Linked DNA regions of Hordeum vulgare: all the other regions are linked to region 2. A link is a contact called in public Hi-C data. All regions are on one chromosome and are shown on one strand. Each heading gives the region's core, a stretch centred on a gene start, on an enhancer-like site or on the middle of the called end of the contact. The rest is flanking DNA. Distances are from core to core; before and after follow the strand shown. Region 1 has its middle 8.0 kb from the start of LOC123414437. Region 2 holds the start of LOC123411604 (mitochondrial import inner membrane translocase subunit TIM8). Region 3 holds the start of LOC123413118.

What was found. A called contact is a pair of places that touch in the nucleus more often than the background predicts.
Region 1: a Hi-C map of leaf shows a contact between it and region 2, with 4 times the contacts expected there. The contact joins the enhancer-like site here to the promoter of LOC123411604 in region 2. A contact is called at or near these places in 2 of 6 Hi-C or Micro-C datasets (both in leaf).
Region 3: a contact with region 2 is called in a Hi-C map of leaf, with 5 times the contacts expected there. The contact joins the promoter of LOC123413118 here to the promoter of LOC123411604 in region 2. A contact is called at or near these places in 2 of 6 Hi-C or Micro-C datasets (both in leaf) and 1 of 1 datasets of contacts at active chromatin or transcription factors (embryo).

What each region holds. Positions count from the first base shown.
Region 1 is chr7H:211,629,136-211,633,889 of MorexV3_pseudomolecules_assembly, reverse strand. No RefSeq gene overlaps it. Among protein-coding and RNA genes, the nearest start is that of LOC123414437, 8.0 kb to the right of the region's middle. Within about 2 kb of position 1,704, at least 1 of the 3 cell types and tissues checked has open chromatin away from gene starts, as enhancers often do. A contact at or near this core is called in leaf, where this site is marked.
Region 2 is chr7H:211,393,759-211,398,344 of MorexV3_pseudomolecules_assembly, reverse strand. LOC123411604 (mitochondrial import inner membrane translocase subunit TIM8) reads left to right here and starts at 2,678. Exons shown (of 2, transcript XM_045104569.1): 1 at 2,678-2,805; 2 at 4,421-4,586. The coding sequence starts at 2,770.
Region 3 is chr7H:211,563,005-211,567,440 of MorexV3_pseudomolecules_assembly, reverse strand. LOC123413118 reads right to left here and starts at 2,725. Exons shown (of 2, transcript XM_045106072.1): 1 at 950-2,725. The coding sequence starts at 2,035. The coding sequence ends at 1,337.

The sequences.
Region 1 (4,754 bases), core at 455-2,954, 240 kb before region 2:
TGGACGAGCTAGCTTTGTGCGCTGTTCTCGACGCTAGTGGTTTCGTATTTGGCTGCTTCGTGCAGTGGACATGGGCGAGACGGAGAAGAAAACTTGAGAAAGAATATAAAGTGGATATTCGATTTTATAGTTTAACTTTAAGGGTTCTGTTCAGTCGGAGCATAAACCGGTCCTTAAAACACGTTTTTCACTAACTAAAAACCACGTTTTCAGTTCCGCGGTTTAAGGGATAGAGCATCTCCAGCAGACCCCTTATAACGCCGACCTGTAAAACACGTTTACACTTCGCGGAAAAACGGCTTTACGGGCCGGCGCGACGAGGACAGAGTCAGGCCCTACAAAATGAACCTGTAAAAAAGAATATTCATAGAAGATGCCCCTTTACGGGTCGGTTCGAGCTGCGGGGGAAGAGATCCCTTAAACTTAAACTGTAAATCAAACTTTTTGCTTACATTTGTTCTCCACATCTTCTTCTTCCTGTGCACTTGTCCATGGTCAACTAAATGTGTTCCTAAATACGGAGGCTTCGTCCACGAATCCATCTAGGAGCGAGCTAGCTAGCTAGCTCATCCGTCCACAAATCCATATCTGGTGTCCACGAATCCGTTCAGGAGCTAGCTAGCTAGCTCCGCTCATGGAATCCATCCAGGAGCCCGGAGCTAGCTAGCTAGCTTCCGTCGCCGACGTCAAATCCGGCTAGGACGAGCAGGGTGGCCGCGAGGACGGGCGGCCGGCGTTCGGGACATCCGGGGCGGCGTACGCTGGACGTAGACAGCAGATGCGAAAGTTGTTTCCATGACAGTTGGGCTCCCGCCAACTGGTTCCTCTCGGTACAAGGCACCGTAAAAGCGGACGCGAAAACTGTGTTTTTACAGATTGGGAGGAGCTTTTTACCGCGTCCCGCAAAAACATTTACGGATCCGACAAGTTTGGAGGGTCTGATCCGGCAACTTTTTTTCGTACAGACCTGTATTTTGACGGTTATTTTGCGAGTCGGGCATTATATGGGGTGATGCTCTAAGGGATCGGTTAGAGTTGCCCTAAGATCCTCAAAATATTAAGCTATAACATGTGAATTATTTGAAGCATTAGATTCAAGTTGAACGGCTAGGATCCGAATCAGCCTCTCCCTTAGGTTTGGCCTGATGCTATAGATATATGAGTCTAGAAGTGACCGTGCCTGTTATCTTCATTACTCTGCCTTTTTTGACAAGGATGCTACATGTTACTTGAAGCAATGCAAGTGCTGCAAGAAAAGTACCTTGAATGACAGGAAGTACAAACTCTATTCTCCAATCTCCATCATAACTGAAAGGAAATAAAGAAGAAGAAATTACGGCTGCCTTTTGTTCATCCTGTGTTCATACATGGTGCCAGCCAGCTTCATGTTCTCTCCCCTTGCCTTTTGATCTAGTCTTCTCACACATTTTACACCAAGGCTGGGTAGTCTAGTCTAGCCAGGGCAGTGCAGGACTGCAGGCCGCCAACGTACGCGCGTACAATCATGTAGTTATTGGGTTGGTCAAAGGGATTGCTTCTGATTGAGAGTAGGATATACGGTGAGAAAGTTCAGTTATCTTTTCAGTTTGCCTTTCCATCTTTCTTTTCCAGCCAGTCTCATTCTTTGCCTTGCTCTGGAGCTAAACCCCTGAAATATTCTTCCTATCTCGTTGCCGTTTCAATCTCTATCCAATATACAAAGAAGCATGCAGCCACAAAGAAGCGACCCCCTCGTGCCTACCTGCGACGCGTGAATCATGATTTGGGACTATATTCCACTTTAGTGAAAATCCTGCCGCCCGTTGAAAAAGAAAATCCAGCAAGCAACTGCTTATGTGCAAGCATATGTCGTGACCTAGATGATCAGGACTTGCTGTCTTGCTTTTCTATGATTAAGTAATAGTTAGAGTTGCTATCTGTCAGGCTGAAGTCTAGGACAGTTGTAAGGCACATACTGGATGTGATTCTCATCCTGCTTTACAAAATAGACCTAAATGGCTTAGTTTCTTGGGCTGATCATGACTTTAAGCAGAGGGTTTTAAGCTCTCTTTCTAACTAACAAATCACACCTGTTGGAATTTATTAGTCCCTTCAAGTCATCAATATTAATATTATGCGGTCAATTATACAACAGGGCAAGCTACCACTTAGCTTGCAGCATCATAAAGTAAGTTAATCCTCTGTCATGTGATCTGCTTGTGTGCTTGAAGAAGCAAAGGCTACATATCCACTTCAGTACCAAACTGGCTAGTTAGTGCCTTGCAACCCATCTAGTCTAGCACAAAACACATACAATGAAAAATAACTCATTTAGGGCGCAGAGTCAACGAAAATGCTATCTTTGACATGGTTCCACATTATATTTTATTTTATTTTTAAAAAAGGAGGATGATCCCCGGCTTCTGCATCTCGAAGATGCATGCAGCCATTTTATTAATTATGCACAAAGATCTTATAAAGCAATACATCAATATATCTGAAGTCGCCCTCTTGACAACATCTATCGCTAGTTCTATCCAATGATGAAGGGATGCAGGAAGTGTGAGTCACATACCCAGACCTCTCACCTAGCCTAACATCTAAAGCCGGAGTGCCCGACCGAGCCACATACCGGGTCAGGGGCACAAACCGGTCGAACGCACCCTCATAGGTCGTCGCCGCCGCTTTCCATCAATCCATCTTCAGAAGAGTTACTGACGCATCGACCTTGCAAGGCCTGCCGTCGATGCACCCACGGCGCCAGACAACGCCTCCTCCCTACGCGCGCTCATCATCACGCATCCGTCGCCGAGACATTGTTGCGCCTCGCCGCCGAGACTCCACGACATCGATGTGTCACAAGGAACGCCGCTCCACCGTAGATGCCGACCAATGATCCCTCGAGCCCGTGTGAACACTAGAATCTAAAAAAATAACAAAAAAATAAAATTGAATTTGTTTAACAAACATGATTGACTGTTCTATTCATGTGTGAATTTTCACGTAAAAATGACATGCATGGTGGTTGTTCTATGTGAAGAAAAGGGCCTCCAAAATGCTTCTAGAATGGCTTTTTTAGAGCACTGATTTTTTTTGACTTTTTTTTTAAAGAAGGTTAAACTCTCTGTCTCTGCATCAATTGATGCATGCAGTCATCTTTATTAATTATTTTATAAAAATTGGCAAAAGCATACATCAATCCACTCGAAGTCATTAATTACTTACACCTACATATTCAATAATGTGAAGTGCTTTTATTCCCATATCTAAAATCAATATCGTCGTTAATCCGCCCACATAACGTATCGAAACCAACGGATATCATTAATTTCTTTTTTGCCCATAACACCACGGTTGTCATTTCTTCACGAAAAATCACACTTGGCTGGAATAATCGACCCAAGAGCCAAACATTCGCATCGGCGGAGTGAAATGCTTTACATGGAAAAGAATCGACAAACAGTTAAAGAAATAATTCAGAAGAAGGGCATATATACTTGTCAATAAATCATGCAGTATCATGTCAACCTAGAGCTTAGCTAATTAGGATTGAAGTTTCGGAAAAGGCAGCCTTTTCCTTCACGCAGGAGGTAAACTCATTCGCCTGTTCCTGCACATAGTCGAAAACATTGGTCAAATGCTTTTAAAGGATGTGCTCTTTCAGCCTATGCACAAAAAGATACCTTGCAGTTGAGTCAGATTGCTTAAGGTGTCATAGTCTTCTTCTTTGCCTACCTTAAAGCATCTACAGTCGGACGCCTCAAATGATTATTCGTACGTGACCGGACAAAAAAAGGAAAATAATAACCCAACCGGTCCCTCATCATTCCTATAGGTAGGGGCTGTCCGTGAACCCTCATATCCATCACAAATATGGAGAGAATGTGAGGGCTCGCGGACGCGTCCGGGCGCGTCCGGTCAGTCCGTCACATAGGACGCGACCTCACCCTGGATCACTTTTTTTCTTTATTTTATTTTTTTTTCTCTTTCTCTACATCAATCACGTGCAAATGATCGGACGTATGAGGAAAAAAATGAGGAGTGTGAGTGTGTGGACAGACAAATAGAGAACACGTCCGACCGGACGCGTCCGCGGACGTTTAGAGCATATCCAACAGCCGCGCCGCAAATTTACCCATTTTAGCGTGCGCGCAATCGACAGAGTGTCTCCAGCGGGCGCGCAATAACCGCGCGCGCGGCATATAAAGTTGTGTGTGCGCGATGGCGATTAAAAGAAGCGCTCGCTCCCGCGCGCTGGACTCTCGAGCGCTCACGCGAAACTCCACCTACCCAACCAGCCGCGTCGCCGTCGCCGCTAGCGCCACCCCATTTTTTCGGCGACCGTTCCGGCGCTTCCTCGGTCTCTACACGCGTGGCTGCAGCTTGCTCCGTCTCTCTCTAGTCAGCGCCGCCCGTCGCGCGTGGCAGTCCTCCGACGAACAACGTCCGGCCGCCCACTGCCGCTTGGCGCTTGCAAGGTGTTCGACAAAAGGCCCGCAAGGTATGTATTGCTTCCAACTTCACATTTTTACATGAAATTTGGTGGATGTTGTTTATAGCCTAGTTTTGAACATTTTAGATGAGTTCGTCATATGATTCTTCCCAAGAAAAATTTGATATGGAAGAGGAAGAGGATCTTGCAATGATCCTAGCTATGCACATCAATAAAAAAACCGAAGCACAGTGGTTCGGTTATGGGTCGGCAGAAATTTGGAGGGATGGGATTGATGCCCACAACAGATTGATGAGGCACTATTTTGTGAAGAATCCCACAT
Region 2 (4,586 bases), core at 1,429-3,928:
CTAAAATGATATAACACAACATATAAATGCATATAAAGCATCCAAGATTGATAATATAATAGCATCCAAGACGTATCAACGATGCCGGAGACTATACCACTTGGGACAACATGACCTCCATGACGCCATGCCATGGAATACACCGTGAAGCATATCTGCCTGACTGCCTCCCTTTGAGTATCGTTGCTGGGAGGAATGATATTGGTCGCCCTTTGACCTGAAGATATGCCAACTCGATGGAGGTCAGTAAACAACCAAGAAGGGCACCACAACTTTTCCAAAACAACCACCGGGTGTGCTCTCAAACCCAACCCGCCTCATTCAGCATTCCCTGTGACCGCTTCCTCTCGTGCGTCACCACGATGGAAGCAATAGACAACAATTTTTCGGAGGTCCATTTGCAGGTCAGGGCAAGTCAACCTTGCTGGAAGCTTTGATCCTAGGACAATGGCCACCCCAAGGCCCTAGCATCATAGCACATTTCCAGAAAATTCCCCTACCACCACCAAGATGGCTAGAAGAAGGAAAGGAGGATGTCATTGCAGGGGCAGCCCCACGCTTATTGAGGGAGCCATAGTAGAAGACGGGGCCGACAAGCATCGAGAAGTGGAAGACGTGGAACAATAGGGCTCCAACAAATACCTCCTCCCCTCTTAGAGTTTGAACGTTGTGATAAAAATGAAAGGGAAAGAGAAGAGGGGGCTCAAGAAATATACGGATATTGTCGTTGAGGGAGAAGTTTGACCACATTTTTTGTCTCTTCTTATGAATATTACATCATACTTAAAAATTATATGTGCGTTAGAACATGATATAAATATTCTAGTATATTTAGATGTATCTGCCCATATTAGTGTAAATGAACATTTATAAAATCATGTTTATTTACATACCTAAACAAAAAACCTCTAAAGTATGTCATGATAGGATGTCTTCAAAAACAAAACTTCTGAGGGCAAAATAAAGGCCTAACTAGTTGGCGGTTACCGTAGTGCCGACAGGTTCCAGCGGATGCTCGCACGGGCGCGCTGTGTGGTGCGCCCCACTCCTACCACGTGTCGCACACTGAGCGTGCGAGATTTTTTTCATTTCTACACATGTTTTTGTTCCTTTTTACTCTTAGTTTCTAGATTTTGCCTCGCCTTTTCTAGGTTTTTGTAAAAAAAGTCAGTTTACCTTTTTATTAGTTTTTGTCCCGTGAAACACACTGTATGAAAAACACAAAGCACGTGTGTATTCCCCGGTGAAGCATAGATGTGCTTTCGTGTAAAGTGTAGTTGTGCTCTCTGAAATTGAAAAGGCAGAGTTGTGCTTCCACGTGATGCACAACTGCTTTCCGTAACTATACTTCTTGAAAAGTAAAAAGTGAAAAGCACATATGTACTTTTTGGTGAAGTACATTTGTGCTTTCGGGAAAGTGAAAAATGAAAATCACAAGTATGGTGAATCACGTGTGTGCTTCTAAAAAAGTGAAAATCACATGTGTTTTCGGTTTTATCTTTTTTCCTTTTTCCGTTTCTTGTTTTTTAATCTATTTTTGCTTATTTCATGTTTTTTTTATTTTTTTATCTAAACCTATCAACATACAATTTAGTTTCAAACAACTTAACGCGTGAAACTCAATAATGAAAACTGTTTGTTATTTGGACACACAGTTTAAAGATAAAATGTTTTGATAAACGAATCAACAAAGAAAAAAGCCCAGCAAAACTTTCAAATTGTAATAAGTGTCGCATATGCCCCGCTTCCGACTCACAGAATAAATAAAATAACGCTAAAATAGTGGGTTTTCACTTGTGCTTGTGAAGTGCATAATGTCTCACCACGAGAGAAGATGATAGTGATCTTTGCAAGGGGTAGCTATTAACTAAGTTATGGTTTTGCAAATTTAAACATGTAGTTGGATGGTGCAAATCCTGATTCCTATTTAGCGCTTGTTGCATTGTTTACAATTTATTTTTCTAATTCGTGTTTACACGTTTTTTGTGAGTAGCTAACTCGGCCGACCCAAAACGAATCTCTTCCAACATAGGTTTTGTGAACCTTCTAGAAGGTTTACTCCAGTTTTCTGGGTTGGTTATTTTTTATCAAGTTTTCATTCTGTTTTGTAGTTTTATTTATCGCTTTTCCTTTTCTCATTTTATATTTTCCCTATTTTTTCCATTTTCATTATTTTATTTTTATTTTTTTCAAGTTCAAGAACAAATTATGAATTTTTTCAAGTTCAAGAACAAATTATGAATTCATGAACTATTTTTTTTGGTTTTAAGAAAAACATTGTGATATTTCAAATTCTTGAACTTTTTTTGATTTGTTTTCAGATTTGTGAACTTTTTTCAAACCCACAAACTTAATCGTTGTAAAAGTTTGAGTACTCTAGTCAGAAATTTGAAAGTTCTTTTTTCAAGTTTGTGACTTGATTCTTTTCACCTTTTCAATTTTTTGACTAGATTCTTTCCCCCTTTTCAAATTGGGAACTTTTTTTCAAACCCATAAATTTGTGAACTTTTTGCAAACCCACAAACTTTACATCTCGAGCCTTCCATCAAACTGGCCCATCTTGGACCTGTCGAATCCTTGCTATCCCGGTCCAAGTTTACCCAAAGTGCGACCCAACCAGGACGCCTAACCTTACCCGCTCCATACATAACCCGGCGGCCGCCTCCTCCGATCCCCCAATCCCCCAATCCGGTAGTTCTCCTCCTTGTCCAAGCAAAAACCAGAAGGGGTTTAGGGTTCTAAGGACGAGCGAGTCGGCGAGAGGCAGCCATGGACACCTCCCCCGAGCTAGCCCAGTTCCTGGAGGTAAGACGGGAGCTTCTTGATGTTCATTGCAATCTGGTATTTCGGGGGTTTATGTGTTGCTACCACGGCCCATCTCCTGGTATATTTGGGCGTGCGCGTATGTGATGTAATCGTTGAACGCGGGCGCCGATTGCTTAGGGTCTGCTGTATCTGCGTGTTTTATCTTGTGTGTGTTGCGGATCTGTGGACAGCCGAGGACGGCGCGGGTTAGTTCGTGCGGGTTCTGGTCTCTGCCGGTGCGATTAGTGGTGGAGTGGATCTGAAATTTCTCTTAGCGGAAGCATGCGGGCAGTGCGATGTGGTGGTCTAATTTCGATTGAGGATGTGTTCGTGATTCGAATGGTGATGCTTGTTAAGTTTTGGATCGTTCGGTTCGGCTATGTTGCAACTGCTTGTATTATGAAGCTAGATACGGGTTTGCATTGTTAATCAGAGGTAAAATAGTTCAACGGTTGAGATCCCGGCGCATTAGAACTATGTTGAACTATTTGCTAGCGCAGCTGTTAGTTTGCAAGGAACTATTGCGTAATGTGCCAGACACTATTTTCGCATTTGTTTGTTGCCGTCTGATCTTTGGTCTTCTTCTTGCTCGAGATACCATAACTGTCATGATTTATTGGCTTGTAGTGTGTTAAGCCTATAATAAATAGGCTAACATGTCTTCTGAGGAAGTTAGTCTTTACGATTCATATATGTTCTGGGGCTCATTAAAAGGAGAACTTATATTTTCACTTAACAGTTAACATACTTGTTTCTTGCTAACTTTGTTGTGAACTTGCTATGTGCTTACGTTGATTTGCTTTGCTACTGTTTTCCCTCATGGTACATCGACAATATCACATGCTGGCAATTTTTCAGTTGCCACATAGAATAAAGTTCGTGCTGTTGTTGTAGTATGTAATTCGTTCCGCAGATTGTAACATTAATACTCCCTCCGTCCCAAAATTATTGTCTTGGATTTATCTAGATATAGATGTATCTAGTCACATTTTAGTATATAGATACATCTATATCTAGATAAATTTAAGACAAGAATTTTGGGACGGAGGGAGTATATTTTTAGGGGAAAAAGCTGCCCCCTTGGTTACCTTCAGTGACACTGAAAAGCTATTTGTATATCTCTACTTTACATATTAATGGAAAATCCCATTGCACATATTGATCACATGTTTGCATCCAAAATATGCAAGGGGATCATCCTTTTGTGTCAAAGCAGCAATTGGTGTTGTAATCTACTTCTAGTACTTTTGACTTTTATAAGATGACAAAAATTCTTGAGCTTGTCCATTAGATCATGCTTTATAACTACATACCGTGGACCCATCTGAATTCACCCATTCTGTGGAAATTTATAGCATCCGTATAAGTTTGCCCCATGCCACTATACAAGTCCCACAACTATATGTTCATGCTTTTACAGCTGATGACTATGCTACCTATAAAAACTATGTACTCCCTCCGTCCTAAAATAAGTGTCGGTGACTAATGTTGTACTAAGTCAGCGACACTTTTTCGGGATGGAGGGAGTGGTATTTTGAGTAGTTCTACTGTGTTGTGTTAGTTATCGTTTGTAACTGGGAAAACAGGACTTATGTGAATTTCTTCAATTCTGCAGCAAGAGAAGCAAAGGATGATGATGAGTGAGATGGTAACCAAGCTGACGAATGTGTGCTGGGACAAATGCATCACCGGCACCCCAGGAAGCAAGTTCAGCTCCGGTGAAACTACCTGCCTGACCAATTGCGCTCAGAGGTATCTGGACATGAGTATGATAATTGCGA
Region 3 (4,436 bases), core at 1,476-3,975, 170 kb before region 2:
TCTCCGTCTGCGGCCATTAGCGATAGCATGGAAGTATGCGGTGTTGGCATCACCAAAGAGCACCCAGCTGCAGGCTCCCCGCTGCCACCAGTAAGCCTCTTCCTTGCGGTAGATCTCTAAAGGAGACCGTAAGAGGTTAAAGTCTCCCCCTATAATCAAGGGGAGGGTGGCGCCTCAATCTTACGGTGCAACTCATCTAAGAAGACCTGAGATCATGTGTCGTTGGATAGACCATACACCACTATGACTTCCCATTTCAAGTTCACATCTCGTTCCCACACTTCCATGCTAACAAAGAACTCTCCCCGGTCCATGGACCCAACATCAAATGTGGTATCCTTCACCCCTAGGAGGATGCCACCCGAGTGGCCAGCTACCCCCGAGGAGGGTAGCCAGTGCCAGGCAAATAAGTGCCTACTAAGGTGCTCTAGTTCGGGTAGCGAAAAATCAGTTCGCATGGTTTCAGAGATGGCAACGATGTCAATGGCTTCGTCCAACATGTAGTCGATGAGCTGCCTGCGGCGGCCATCATTCCCAAAGCCGTGGAGGTTCCAAAATAGTGCCCGCACCTATCCATCTAGGGGGTCCACCCTGGATCCTGGAGCAGCAAAGGCGCTGTTGGTGCGGTGGAGCAGCAAAGTGCGGGCACGATTGCGGCCGCGGATCTCCGTCGGGGCCAGAGGGCCAACCTCCCCACACGCCAGAGGCCGTGAGGTATTCGTACCCTCAGCTGTAGCCCAAGCCCGTGCTGCCAACAGGCATTCATCAAGGATTTGCTTTGCCTGAATGGCAGCGAGCTGCTCAATCGCGGGACCTTTTTCCCCACGAAACACTATGGCAGCATCGTATGCAATTTTAGCCAGCCGACCAAGGGGTACACTCACAAGCACGGAAAAGGATAACGAAACATCACCAATAGAAGTTGCAATGGAAGGGTCGAGGGACGGACCTAGGTCCAGGTCACGTAACGCCGCCCGACGCTCGGCCTTCTCGATGGCGTTGGGCGACGCCCCCACCACGCTCGAAGAATCGATGAGCGCACTCTTCCATGCCACCGTCGTAGGAGAAGAGGCCAACTAGGGCCTGCCTTTGGGACGGGGTGGGTGAGGCGGCGGGTCTAGGGGCCTGTCAAACAGCCGGGTGGAGGGGTGCATCGTCGCATCAGGGGACGAAGGCGAACCATCGGGCCCATCACGTGTTGGCAGCAGTGACAGAGTGGGGTTGGGCTCATCTGAACGCCCCACCGATGAACCCACCCGGGGCGAAGAGGGTGGGAAGACCTCCAACCCCACACTATTGGCATCGCTCGCCCCAAGTGAGCGAGGTGAGGCCGGCATCACGGAGCCACAAGAGTCCGGCGGGTCCTCCCCTGGTCGTGGGAGAGGTGTGTGCTGAGCCTCACCCACCAGCGTACCAGCGTCCAGGGATGTAGTGGATTTGTCCGGACCGGCGGCCTGAGATGGCTGCGATAGTGGGCCCGACGCATCATCCGCGACATCATCGTCGCTGCCAGCCGAGGGGGACGCGGATGGACGGCAACGGGAGGGTCACGACCAGTGCCCACACCACCCTCATCCTTGGGCCCAGGGTGGCCCGCGTCGGGCGGCAAGCCTCCGTCACCCAGCGTCTCCGCGTCCTCGACGGAGATACGGACGTTGTAGCCCGCGCGGTTGAAGAAGATTTGCATGATAGTCTGGAGCTTGGACGAGTCATGGGTCGGGAGTTTGACACGTACTGTTGTCTTGAACAGGGACGCCTCGTCCACCTCCAGAATCTTTCCAAGGAGCTGCGACATCTTGCGAATCACCTTGATTTGCTTGGCAATCGGGGGAACGCCCCTAATCTGAACCCACACAGGCTCAAGCACGGCCGCAACAAGAGGATCAACCTCCGGAACAGAGATATTGACGGTGAGCTTGTTTAGAGTCAAGGTGAGTTCACCGATGGGGGTTCCAAAGCGCAGGCTAGCTGGATCAGGGAAGAGTGGTGTGAACTCATGATCCGAGATCTTCGTGACCCCCCAATTCCAGTTCATCTTGAAGAGGTGCTGCAGCTCTGCCGTTATGATGGCAGGAGATGCAGTCCTCCCACCCAGGACCGAGATGAGGGCAGAGAGCGCCGATGAAGCAGGAGCCTCAGGAACCTCTAGCTGGTAGTATCTGAAATCATCGAGTGCGTGACTCTACAACATCATCTCATTGTCTAGGCCACCCTCTGGGCACAACAGAGCAGGGTGCTCTGTGCGCTTGCATTTGTGGCAGGACGGGGGTTTCTTGCATACGGCTTGGTAATGGCCCTCCTCCCCGCAGTTGAAGCACGACACAGCCACAACGCGAGCGGCAACCGCGATCGGAGCGTCCACCGTATATGGGGCCAAAGGGTGGGACACCTAAGACGCCTTCTCGGCATCGCCATTGGAGGGATGACCGCCCTTCTTTTTCTTCTTCTTGGCAAAAGTGACTTTGCCAGCCTTGCCCGCCTTGCCACCGATACCAGACGGTGGGAATTGGGCCTGGCGCTTGGGCGGGTTGTAGTGGCAAGGCGGGGATCGCTCCGAGCGACCTGAGCGCACTTGAGAGCGGGACCAACAACCACGTGGGGAGGACCGCTCCTCCCGGTCCCTCCAGTGGTCGGGGGAGCGAGCGGAGGACGGGAATCCCTCTAGGATGAGGGTTCCGCGTCGGCCACGTCCTTGCCTTTTCCTTTGAGGAGCGAGCCACGCAGCTCGGACTCCCGTCGGCTGGCCGAGGGGGAGATGCACCACGACGCGGCCTCCAGGTCAATCCTCGCTCATCGGGTCCCGGCGCTTCGGGCGAGGAGCGTCACCATCGACCTCGCGTGTCATGTGTGGACGTGGCGAGGAGGAGCGAGTAGGGGTGACGGCGCGGGGAGGGGACGAGAGTGGCGGCGGAAGGGCGGGCCATAGCGGATCATGCACCCAGCTAGGGTTATGCCCGTAGGTGGGCCGGGCAACACCGCAGACCCAGTAGACCTGGGAGGAGCGAGGCCCACCCTAGTGACGTGCACCACCCCCCTCGTGGGCCCAGTGACCCTCGCCCCTTGACGTTTGCGGCCCAAGGCCCAAACATCGGCCTAGACCATCGCGCACCTCGGTGGGATGGTTGGGCAGGGTTTCTACCTGGCCACCACCACCCGGGCGACGCGGCAACGTCACCACCGTCGGCAACGACGGCCGGAATGCGCGGAAGGAGGCCATGAGGGCACCCGCCGAGGGGCCAGCAGCGGCGGAGGGGGGGGGCATCACAAGCAGCCCATAGGGCACGACTTCCAGCATCGCAGGATCCCATAGATCATCGCGCCCCTCCAGCCGACGCCCCAAGAACAGCACGCCCATAGACGCCCCAGGACCAGGGCCGGCATCTACGACCACCACAAGAGGGAGTAGCACTGGGCCGACGGAGAGATGGAGGAGGGGGAGGGGGAGGGGCCGAGTGGGAGCGTACCAGGGTAGCAGGAAGATCCGTCAAAGGAGATGGCATCGCCCCGGCGAGATCCGTGGCCACAGCCTTCGCGAGCCGATCCCCGAACCGCGGGCGCCCACCCATCGACACCAAGAGCGCCATCGCACGGTCCTCCTCCGCCGCCCAGTCGGCCCACAGGTCCCGGGGCGAGGCGCCGCCCACAGCTTGAGCGGCGTTGACGATAACGTTGCTAGTGACCCAATGCCTAGCGCCAGTGACCCAACGTCGCCAGTGACCCAATGCGAGTGACCCAATGACCCAACGTTGCCACTTATCTACCAATTTACATTATTTTTGAGCACTAACCTATTGACCCAATGCCTAGTGCTAGTTTCTCTTTTCTACATGTTTTTCCATTTTTCAAGTTCCAGTACCAAACGAAGACCAATGGACCTAAAGCTTTTTATGAATTTTTGTTGGACCAAAAAACACCGTGGAGCATCGAAAGAAGGTCGGGAGCCAGACGAGGCTCTCACAAGCCATCTGGCCGTGGCCTGGGGGCCTTGATAGCTTGTGCCCGCCTCGTGGCTCCCCCGACTCCGTTCTCTGGCCTATAAATTCTTATTTACCCTAAAAACATCAAAAGGAGGTCCCTAAACACTTTTTATGCTGCTGCAAGTCTCTGTTCCGACGGGAGGCCGTCTAGAGCTCTGTTCCGGCACTCTGTCGGAGGGGGATCAATCACGGAGGGCTTCTTCAACAACCTTTCTACCCTCATGATGATATGTGAGTATTTCACATAGACCTACGGGTCCATGGCAGTACCTAGATGGCATATATTTTCTCTTCTATCTTCAATACAATGATCACCGCATCTTCGCTTTGATCCATATGATGTAACTCTTTTGTATGGTGCGTTTGTTGGGATCCGATGAATTATGGATTTATGTTCATATTATTCATGATAAATATTTAATTCTTCTCTGATATATAATATTATTCTTATGTGCATGA